2 separate regions of the Bicyclus anynana genome follow, and region 1 is linked to region 2. Evidence: chromatin contacts called from public Hi-C data. All regions are on one chromosome and are shown on one strand. The core of a region is the stretch at or near the end of the contact, and the rest is flanking DNA. Distances in the headings are between cores, read along the strand shown. Region 1 holds the start of LOC112046850 (neurogenic locus protein delta). Region 2 has its middle 48 kb from the start of LOC112057051.

The links. A called contact is a pair of places that touch in the nucleus more often than the background predicts.
Region 1: a contact with region 2 is called in a Hi-C map of whole body, with 2.7 times the contacts expected there. The contact joins the promoter of LOC112046850 here to the enhancer-like site in region 2. A contact is called at or near these places in 2 of 2 Hi-C or Micro-C datasets (whole body and whole larva).

What each region holds. Positions count from the first base shown.
Region 1 is chr22:4,491,415-4,496,133 of ilBicAnyn1.1, reverse strand. LOC112046850 (neurogenic locus protein delta) reads right to left here and starts at 1,868. Exons shown (of 7, transcript XM_052888366.1): 1 at 1,550-1,868. The coding sequence starts at 1,597.
Region 2 is chr22:4,217,413-4,222,746 of ilBicAnyn1.1, reverse strand. No RefSeq gene overlaps it. Among protein-coding and RNA genes, the nearest start is that of LOC112057051, 48 kb to the right of the region's middle. Within about 2 kb of position 3,531, at least 1 of the 8 cell types and tissues checked has open chromatin away from gene starts, as enhancers often do.

The sequences.
Region 1 (4,719 bases), core at 619-3,118, 280 kb before region 2:
GGACGGGTTTTTATACAATTAGGTATACATTTTGGAGGACGAATAGAAATATAAAACATCTACATGTGCAGATTTGTATCGAAAAGTGCAAGAAAATCACACGACTAGCCAAGTTCAGTGACCTTTTAGACAAGTTTACCTACCTATTAATAATTTTAATGTGTGTGTAAAAATGATGTTGTATGAGTTAAAAATTATTAGTTTTAGTGCAGCGCGCGCGCAGGGGGTTAAAATCCCTAATGCGGGTGAAGTCAACAACAAATCAATGGAACTGGGGTCTTTGGGACCCCTGATTTTTGTAATTAGTATTAACTGTGCCGAATTTTTTATTTTATTTAATTAGCTTTTGGTTTTTGCCTAATTTGCGTGATAATTTTAAATATGGAATTTAGTTCTAAATGTGGTTTAGATTTTGACTGATTGGTTTATATTAGTTTACGTTGAATCAGCCAAGAATTTCGAGTTAGTGTTTGTAGTGTAATTGAAACAGTCTGTCAGTGTGTTGGTACGAATGTGTTACATTACATGTTAACTAGTTAAGTGTTACACATAATAAAATCGGATAGACCTTGTATCGGTTTAGATTGAAGTCTTTAAACTGTTAGAAAATTAGTTATCGAAGACGTACGAGGTATGTAATTAATTTTAATCATTATGAATTATGATCTACTACTGTTTAAGGATATTTTATTGAGATTAACAATTTAGTTTAAATTAGGCTGATTGTCTTACCTAATTATGTAGTTATTGGGTTGTATAATACGAACTTTTATTAGATGCATACAAATACAGATATTATTTATTGTTTCTAAGTACCTAACACGAAGTTATGTGCGAATAGGCACATAACTTTTTTAATAATTTAATAAAGGTTGATGATCATTGAGTTAATAAATAACAAATAAACCTTTGATACTAGGAAGATTATAGAATTTTTGATTATAAGTCAGGAAAGTTTACTAACATCTGTACGACCCTTAGGAGTAATAGCCTTGACCGTTTAAAGGACACTGACCTCCTGATTTATTATTATTATTTTAGTACAATCTTAGTCAAACTTTGCCGTCGACCCCAAAAATTAGGCTCGCTACAAACAAAGTTAACTTTGAACGAAAAGTGGATCAATGCAAGTGCCCGAAATATCCCCGTAGCAGATACAGGCCTGTCTACAGCTATTCCCGGCCACGCATCGCGGAATTAGTCCTTTTGGGAAATCGGAATCATCTCGAGGTATGCATCTAATTTTAAACGAAGAGGCTCGCAACCTTGCTGACCCCGCGCCGGCTGTATTAAAACCTGAACTTTCTTTATAACTATGCACCGAGTGTTTGCTCGGTAAACGTATTGAACACACACAAGCGCCTCGCGCCGGTCACGACTCGAGCTAACCTACACCCTCGCCGGCCAGTATCCAGGACGATCTAGGCCCTCTTTGCGCTCGTGGGAAAGTGAGTGTCGTGCCGTAACCGCCGATTCGCGATCGGCTCGCTCGCATACATTCGGGGACGTAAACAAACGGGGTTTCGCGGTTTCGGCGTGCGGCCAGTACCTGGGGCAGAAACCCTAGCAGGGCGACGAGCACCGCGGAAGCGCGCATACTGGCGCGACCACCGGCGCCTGGGCATACACGGGATCCGAAACCCGTCACAGATCGACGGCGGCGGAGTAATCCATCACTCGCACATGCTGCACTGAGTTTCACTGCAAGTCACACAACACTAGAGGTGTCACTGATCGGCTGCGGGAACCGGTCGCGGAGTTTCGTGCACTACGTTCGAAATTCGAATCGCGCGCGTGCGGCCGGCGTGCAGCAGCCGTGCTGACGTGTGATCGCGGCGGTGCGTGACGGCGGACTGAGGGCGGGTGGCGGCCGCGGTGCGGGCAGCGCACACCTGGCGCCCGCCGCGCCGCTAGATGGCGCTGCGCGGCGCATCTGCCGCCGCCGCCGCGCCGCCCGCGCCCCGCGCCCCGCGGGCCTTCAACCAGAAAATATACGGAAAACAGCCGTCTGCCTTTTGATAAACGTCTTGGACACGTGCTCGTAGTAAAGCACGTAGAAAAAATACTGTATAAGTTCATTTCAAGTTAAATTGCACTTTGGTTCAATATAATAGGTAACCTACGTATTACATATTTATGTATAGTGCTTTTAGTACTTAGATATCTAAAGAACAAAAGTTTAAATACAAGGTTGATGAAAATTTAAATTTATGATTTCAGTAAGTTTTTGAACAGGAAGGTAGGTAGGTAGGCTAGGTGCCCACCTACACGTAGGTAACTAGGAGATTTGGTGGGCGATAATAATATTTGAGGAAAAATATTTAAACTAATTAAAAATAAACATTTGGTAGACTAGGTGACCGCCTTCTTAATAGGATGTTAGTAGGTAGGTAGATAGGTACCTAACTTCCTGCCAAACTAATTATTAATTTGATGATTGATAGTGAATGATGCAGCTATTTGCCGCAAAAGGTCAACTATAAAATAAGTTAAAAAGACAATTTCTGAACGTAAAATGTAATAACACCTACCTGATACAGGATACAAAATCTCTAAACAGTTAGTCAGCAGTAGATGTGAAAAAAAAGCCACGTTTCCGTTCCCAATCGATATAAAACGTATAAAATCGCCATAATTATATTTCGATACATTAATTTAGGTTCGCGTGCTATCCGTACATTCACGTATGCAAATTGTGCTCAAAATCTGCTAATAGAACGCAGCTGGATGGGTGCGCGAATAAAATAATATAATTTTATTCTCTTGGGGTGATTACGGGTTTTTTTTTAATCGCCGGGGGATAAATGAAATTCGGTGGCAGTGTGCTGATTGTGAATGCGTGCAAGACTTATTGATGAAAAAAAAAAGATACTTAGCTATACCTAAATATCGATGTTTATTTAACCGACTTAAAAAAGGAAGAGGTTCTCAATTCGTCGGAATCTTTTTTATTTCTTTTTTCAGCTGGACGGGTGCACTAATAAACTAATATAATTTTATTCTCTTAAAGTGATTACGGTTTTTTTTTGTTAATCGCCGGGGGATAAATGAAATTCGGTGGCAGTGTGCTGATTGTGAATGCGTGCAAAACTTTTTGATGAAAAAAAAAAAGATACTTAGCTTTATCTATCGATGTTTTTTTTAACTGACTACAAAAAAGGAGGAGGTTCTCAATTCGTCGGAATCTTTTTTTTAAATTTTTTTTTTTCAGTTCGTATTTTCACCGATTAGGTACTCGAAGATGCCGAGTATCGATTTGGAAAATTATTTTTAATTTATTATGTCTAAGCATCATAACTCATCTTATTAATATTAATAATCAATCTTATAAATCAAACGCAATCTTATTAATATTAATAATTTTAAATGCATTATGCATGTACTTAATAATTTTTCTGTGTTAACCTACCACGTCAACCGAAAATATTTTTTCTAAAAAAGTCCTCAAGGAAGGGCTTGCCATCCACAGTCAAGTCTCCAGCAGTTCTATCTTAATGTACTTAGATATACTTCAGCCTTTCTTGATGAGTACTGTTTACCAACAAAGAAATTAGAAATGAAGGTAGAAAACGCATGTCATTTCATAACTTATTTATTTAAAATTTTTAAGGTTTGTTTAGAAAATGTTATATAAAATATATTAACCATATCTAATTGCTCTAAACATTATTAATCAAATTTATTTTCATTAATTTAATTATAATTATTATTAGGTGTGAAATGACTAGTAATTTATACCCTTGTATTTGTTTGTTGGTAACAGTACTCATAAAGAAAGGCTGTAGTATAGGGTCCGTGATAGTCCGCTGAGAGCCGTGATATGACCTCTGCCTCCGATTCCGAAGGATGTAGGTTCGAATCCGGTCCGGGGACTACACCTCCAACTTTCCAATTAAGTGCATTTTAAGAAATTAAATATCACGTGTCTTAAACAGTTAAGGAAAAACATCCTGATAAAACCTGCATACCAGCTGAGAATTTTCTTAATTCTCTGTGTGTGTGAAATCTGCAAATCTGCATTGGGCCAGCGTGGTGGCCTAACCTCACTCATTTTAAGAGGAGACTCGAGCTCAACAGTGAGTCGAATATGGGTTGATAATGATGATGTACTTAGGCACAGTACAATAGTATACTGTGACTGTGTGTGTAGTTTGTATACTGTGACTTAGGGTAGTATAGGAGAGGAACAGGATATTGTGCTTGCCTACAATAGCAAAAACGTCCACCAGCTCTCGGATCTAGCGAAATCTAGATAGACAATGTTTCAAGCCACGTAAGCTAAAGAACCAGCTATTACAGCTAACCGCTACCTTTTTATTGGTCGTTTGGACCACGCCTACATTTAGTAGGTAGATGACGCGGCATACGTTCATATTGTCATTTGTCACTTTACTATTGTAAACTATAGGCTTCTTACCTAGTATATATCTATACTAATATTATAAAGCTATAATTGACGGCCGCGTGGCGCAGTGGGTAGTGACCCTGCTTTCTGCATCCACGGTCGTGGGTTCGATTCCCACAACTGGAAAATATTTGTGTGATGAGCATGGGTGTTTTCCAGTGTCTGTGTGTATTCATACATTATATAAGTATTTATATGTAGTATGTAAATGTATATGAATATTATAATATCAACTATCTTAGTACCGATAACACAAGCTACTCTGTATGCTTACTTTGGGGCTAGATAGTGATGTGTATTGTTTAAGTATATTT
Region 2 (5,334 bases), core at 2,282-4,781:
TGAGTGTCATAGGCTATATTTTTCCCTGTATTCTCACGGGAACGGGAATTACGCGGGTGAAACTGGGGGACGTCATATATCTTTATAGACCGTTGTATTAAGGAGGATGAAAAGTTTGAAGGTATAGCCAAAAGCATGTACGTTAACATTTTATAGTTTAGAAAAAATACCTAACTAAGGATAGTAAAAAAAAACAGTTAAAAAAAGAAATCACGACACAATTGTAAATAATTCAAGTATAATTCTTTGCGGGTATTTAGAAAGGTCTAAAAAGAACTCACTGTTAGCAGTTAAGTTATTTAAAACATAAGCTTCGTGGGTAATTTTACTTCTATCTAAAATACTTTGTTACTTATGAAAATTGTAAGTTTACATAATATGGTCTACATTTATAAAAGTCTAAATTAATTTATTTCAATTAGGCTTAATTTACAAGCACTTTTGAAACGTCAGGTAATGTTATTAGATAATGGTGGTAATTAAAGTCGAAAACTCAAAATTATAGCAACGATTATGTTGTAAGCCTTCTGTATGACGTATAATAGGTACTTAAAAGATTTTCAAGACCTACATACCTACTACCTAAACCTAATGCATATAGAGATATTAATGGGATATTACGAGTATATTATCTTTGTATTTATAATTTATGTCTTAATCTTAGTGACTGATCTGTATCAAACAGTCAAACGTGATGGACTTTCAAAGAGTTCCTAATCTTAAAACAAACGAATTTGAGTTTAAATTTGAATACTAAACCGTGACGAACAATTAATTATCATCAAAAGGACACACAAAATACAAAATCACCCCACTCGTTAACCCTTTACTGCAACTGTCACGGCAAATAATACCCAACGCGACTCAAAAAAAGGCCAAGCATAACTTACATAACCAAAACTCGTCTGACCATTACCAACGGTCTTTTTTTACGACGTTAGATGAAGACGGACTTAGTCGAAGGGTTGCCGGTAGCTAAATTACATCTACCCTTATAATTTTCGTCGTAATTTAACTTTAAAGGAGGCGAAAGGTGTTATTCAAGCGACCGTGTCTACAAAGTTTTGCGTTAATGATGTATTTTTTTTTTTGTTTTAATGTTATCCTTAATTAAGGCATCGGTTAAAGTCCGTTCTTTTGAGTAACCCACTTTTATTGAGGCATCAATTACTGTTTTTTTCTTAGAAGTTTAGTCACGCTTCTGTAATGACTGGCTAAAATTAGTAACAAAGATATTTTGGCGATCACATTACTCCTTAAATAAAGCCTTAATAGCTAAACGGTAAAGTGGCTGTCTCATCACCGAGAGGTCGAAGGTTCGATCCCCGTCTGTTAACTATTGTTATACCCACTCCTAACAGACTTTCCGACTAGTTGAGGAATATCCTATCCTACTAATTTTATTATCATTATATTAAAAACGCAAAATGATATTAAAGAGTAACATACATCCATACAAACGTTACTCTTTAACGCCGCAAGTACTAAACCGAATTGTCTGATATTTAAAGTGAAGATAGGTAATTCCCTGGATTAACACATAAGCTACTATTTGTCCTGAAAAAATCCGTGGTTTCCCTAAATTTGCGAAAAGTGATAGTTATGATGGCATAAATGTTTGTTACTCTTAAAAAATAAATGTGTTCCTGTGATTTAAGGAACAAAATCTTGAATTTTTGTATATTATATATTATACGTATTTATCACGATAGTATTTTTTAGGGCGGAGCTAGTTAGTCATATTTTAAAATATAATAGACGAAACAAACCGTCGAATAGGTTGCGGTTTTCCAATCAAGATTATAATATAGGTTTTAAAAAGCGCAGTTCCGCGTCTGTGAAACCTGGTAAGCCATACCCTACTGATACTACTTCGCAGCTAAATTAAATATCTTACTTCCTAGGATGAATTCGGTTACGAAGAGTTTTACCTTTTGTTTATTTTAACCTAATATCACACTAATATTATAAAGGCGAAAGTTTGTGTGAAAGTGTGTTAGTATGTTTGTTCCTCTTTTACGCTGCGGCTACTAAAGCGATTTGGCTGAAATTTAGAATGGAAATAGATTTTACTCTGGATTAATACATAGGCTACTTTTCATCCCGGAAAAATTCATGGTTCCTGCGGGATTTGTGAAAAACTGAATTCCACGCGGACGAAGTCGCGGGCGTCCGCTAGTATTACATAAATTCATTGATTCTATTGTTTTGCTAGTAGGTATCTCAACGACAGAAGTAAGGTAGAAAAAAAGCGTCAGTCGTGCTGCGCATGCGCCGGCGGGACACGTTTGTGCGCAACGGGTGATCATTATCATACGGCGTGACGTCGGACCATCTAATGTAATGGTAACAGCTTAGAATAGTAACGTCAGCGCGTGCTCAAACGGCTCAGAGGGACAGGGGTGGACTTGGACTCGCAGAAAGAAAATGTATCGAAAAAAGCTTTTTGAAGCAAGTGAGATGTGTGAGAAAATTATACTTTTGCATGAGCATTCAAATTTTACTTGTTAGTGGGTCCTAATAATAATAAATAAAGTTTTAATAGTGTTTTGTATTATATTTTGTCTCAGACCAATTATAGAAGGACCTGTATCGCACTCAAAGGCACGAACAAAATTGTCTGTCATTTTCTAAGGAAAACGAGCTTAGATTTTGTATATATGTTATACTAAACTAGAAGTTTTTGCCCGTTTTTTACACAATTCACTTACACAAAAATTTTTACGAAGCTGTTTAACCGACGAACACGATTACAACTATTTAACATCGATTCTATAGAGACAGTTTTTATAACCGCATTAGATCGTTGATCATATACTTTGACAGAAAAGTAACGTCTAGCGAGGCAGGTCTATACAATCATTGGTCTGAGTATTTTGTACTTTATTAACATTGTTAAAAATAAATAAGGACTAAGTAATAAATGAATGAGAGAAAAAAAATAAGTAAATAACCAACTTAAATAAATAAATAAAATGTGTAGATCAAATCTTGAAAGCTATTCGATTCCAACTTCGACAAGTCTGAAAGATATAATATTCTGCGTATTGATGACTGCAATAAAAATCTGTCTGTATGGCGTCTGGTAATGGAGTCGGAAAGTGACTATAGGAAATTCTAAAATATACTCCTAAGCTACTTATTTTTTTGGCAAACTCTCTGATTAGTATTTATACTTGTATTTTTAAGTATTAATTTATAGGTTTTATGTTTATATATTATATAAATCATAACAACTCATTTACTGCTTACCTTAGTACTCGTTCGGTTTTAATTTTACCCTTCGGCCTCGGCCTATTTTTAATAGCCCAAGAGTTCGTTTATTCTAAAAGAGTTTGAATCTACTACAAAATAAGTTAATTTCATTTTTGGATTACTATTGTTAATAAAAATGACTAGGACCACTAGGACATTTATCGTGAATGGAGTAACTGACCCGATTTCTTTTTACTTTTGGCCACATCAAGTCCGTCCCTGTCTATAATCTATGCGCAACGGGCCAGCGGTCGGCGGGTGTGGTGTTTTTTCCTCAAATTGGACAATAACAATGCTTCGGCGAGGTGTCAAAGAACACTCAACCCTTTACCTGCAACCATATGCCGCCTGGAACTTCCGATTGCATAAATTGGTCACAAAAAAAGTTTAGTGTAGACCCATATGTCTGTATTGTATTGTTGGTCTGTATTATTATTAAAACTGTATATGCTTGACTTCAATCGCACCTGAATTAATAGAATGATTCGGAAAATGCTAACTAAACTAGCTAGCTAGCTTTAAATTAAGTAATTGAAATTAAAGGCGATGTGAAATTCCGAGCAATTAAATTCTTAACGTAGGGTAATTCATGAAAGAAATCGTTACAAAAACAAGAATTTTATTCGCAAAAAAAAATGGCTTCACTTTAAAAGCTAATTTTTGATTGAGATTCTTGCGTAAAGAGATTTAACGCGTATATTATAGCCTAATGTCAGATAGTCTACGTAACTACTTATAAATCTGGCTGTTAGATTTATATAACAAAAAAAATTATATTCCAAGATATTTCCAAATATTAGTTTGTTGAAGCAGATAAAATATTTTTTTTTTTTTATTCTCTACAAGTTAGCCCTTGACTACAATCTCACCTGATGATAAGTGATGATGCAGTCTAAGATGGAAGCGGGCTAACTTGTTAAATCCACACCCCTTTCGGTTTCTACACGGCATCATACCGGAACGCTAAATCGCTTGGCGGTACGTCTTTGCCGGTAGGGTGGTAACTAGCCACGGCCGAAGCCTTCCACCAGCCAGACCTGGACAAATTAAGAAAATCTCAAACGGCCCAGCCGGGGATCGAACCCAGGACATCCGTCTTGTAAATCCACCGCGCATACCACTGCGCCACGGAGGCCGTCAAATATGTATTTGCGTATTTTCTGTAGGTACATAGAAATTTGCTTTACAATCACGAGTAGGTACATTCACATGGTATCAATAATTCAAGACAGACTCAATAACTTATTACGAGTAACACTAATGTCATGTAGAAATAAAACATGTCAAGCTTAATGACTAAAGTGTCACAAATGTAAACCAAAATTTAATCAATCAATCTCGACATTTACGGCCAATCGTCGACCATAACCAAAAGGTGCATTTCCGCATGCAACTGTATGCAATATGCTCAATTGTCGTGTGGTTGCACATTTTATGGTGTCCATTGTATTATTAGAGTAACAGTTGCAGCAAATGCGCAAATTGCGAGATTTGTACATTTCGTGTTAGTCCATTCATGATTTGTGTACCTACTGGGGCTTTTGTGACCGCAGGGTGGTAGTAAAGGGTTAACAGTTTTTCTTCCTTTTCATTTTGAATAATCTTTACATACTATAAAAGGACGTCGCTCATGACATCTGTTTTTTTTTATTCTCTACAAGTTAGCTCTTGACTACAATCTCACCTGATGGTACCTAAGTGATGATGCAATCTAAGATGCAAGGTGACTAATTCGTTTTGAATATGATGAAAATCCACGCCGCTTTCGGTTTCTACACGACGTCGTACCGGAACGCTAAATTGCTTGCCAGTAAATCTTTGCCAGTAGGGTGGTAACTAGGCACGGCCGAAGCCTCCCACCAGTCAGACCTGGATCTGTTTGTTTAACTGATAACATTTTCAAACGATATTTCGATTCCCCTCTAGTGGGCTTTTTGTCTTACCTACTCTTAATGCAGTATTTTCCGACTAGTTGAAAGGAAATGGGAATATTGGTCATATTTAAAAAAATATAGCATTTTTTTACCATAAAAAAAAAGCAACAAAGACTCAGACTCAACTCAGAGAGGCGTTTGGCTC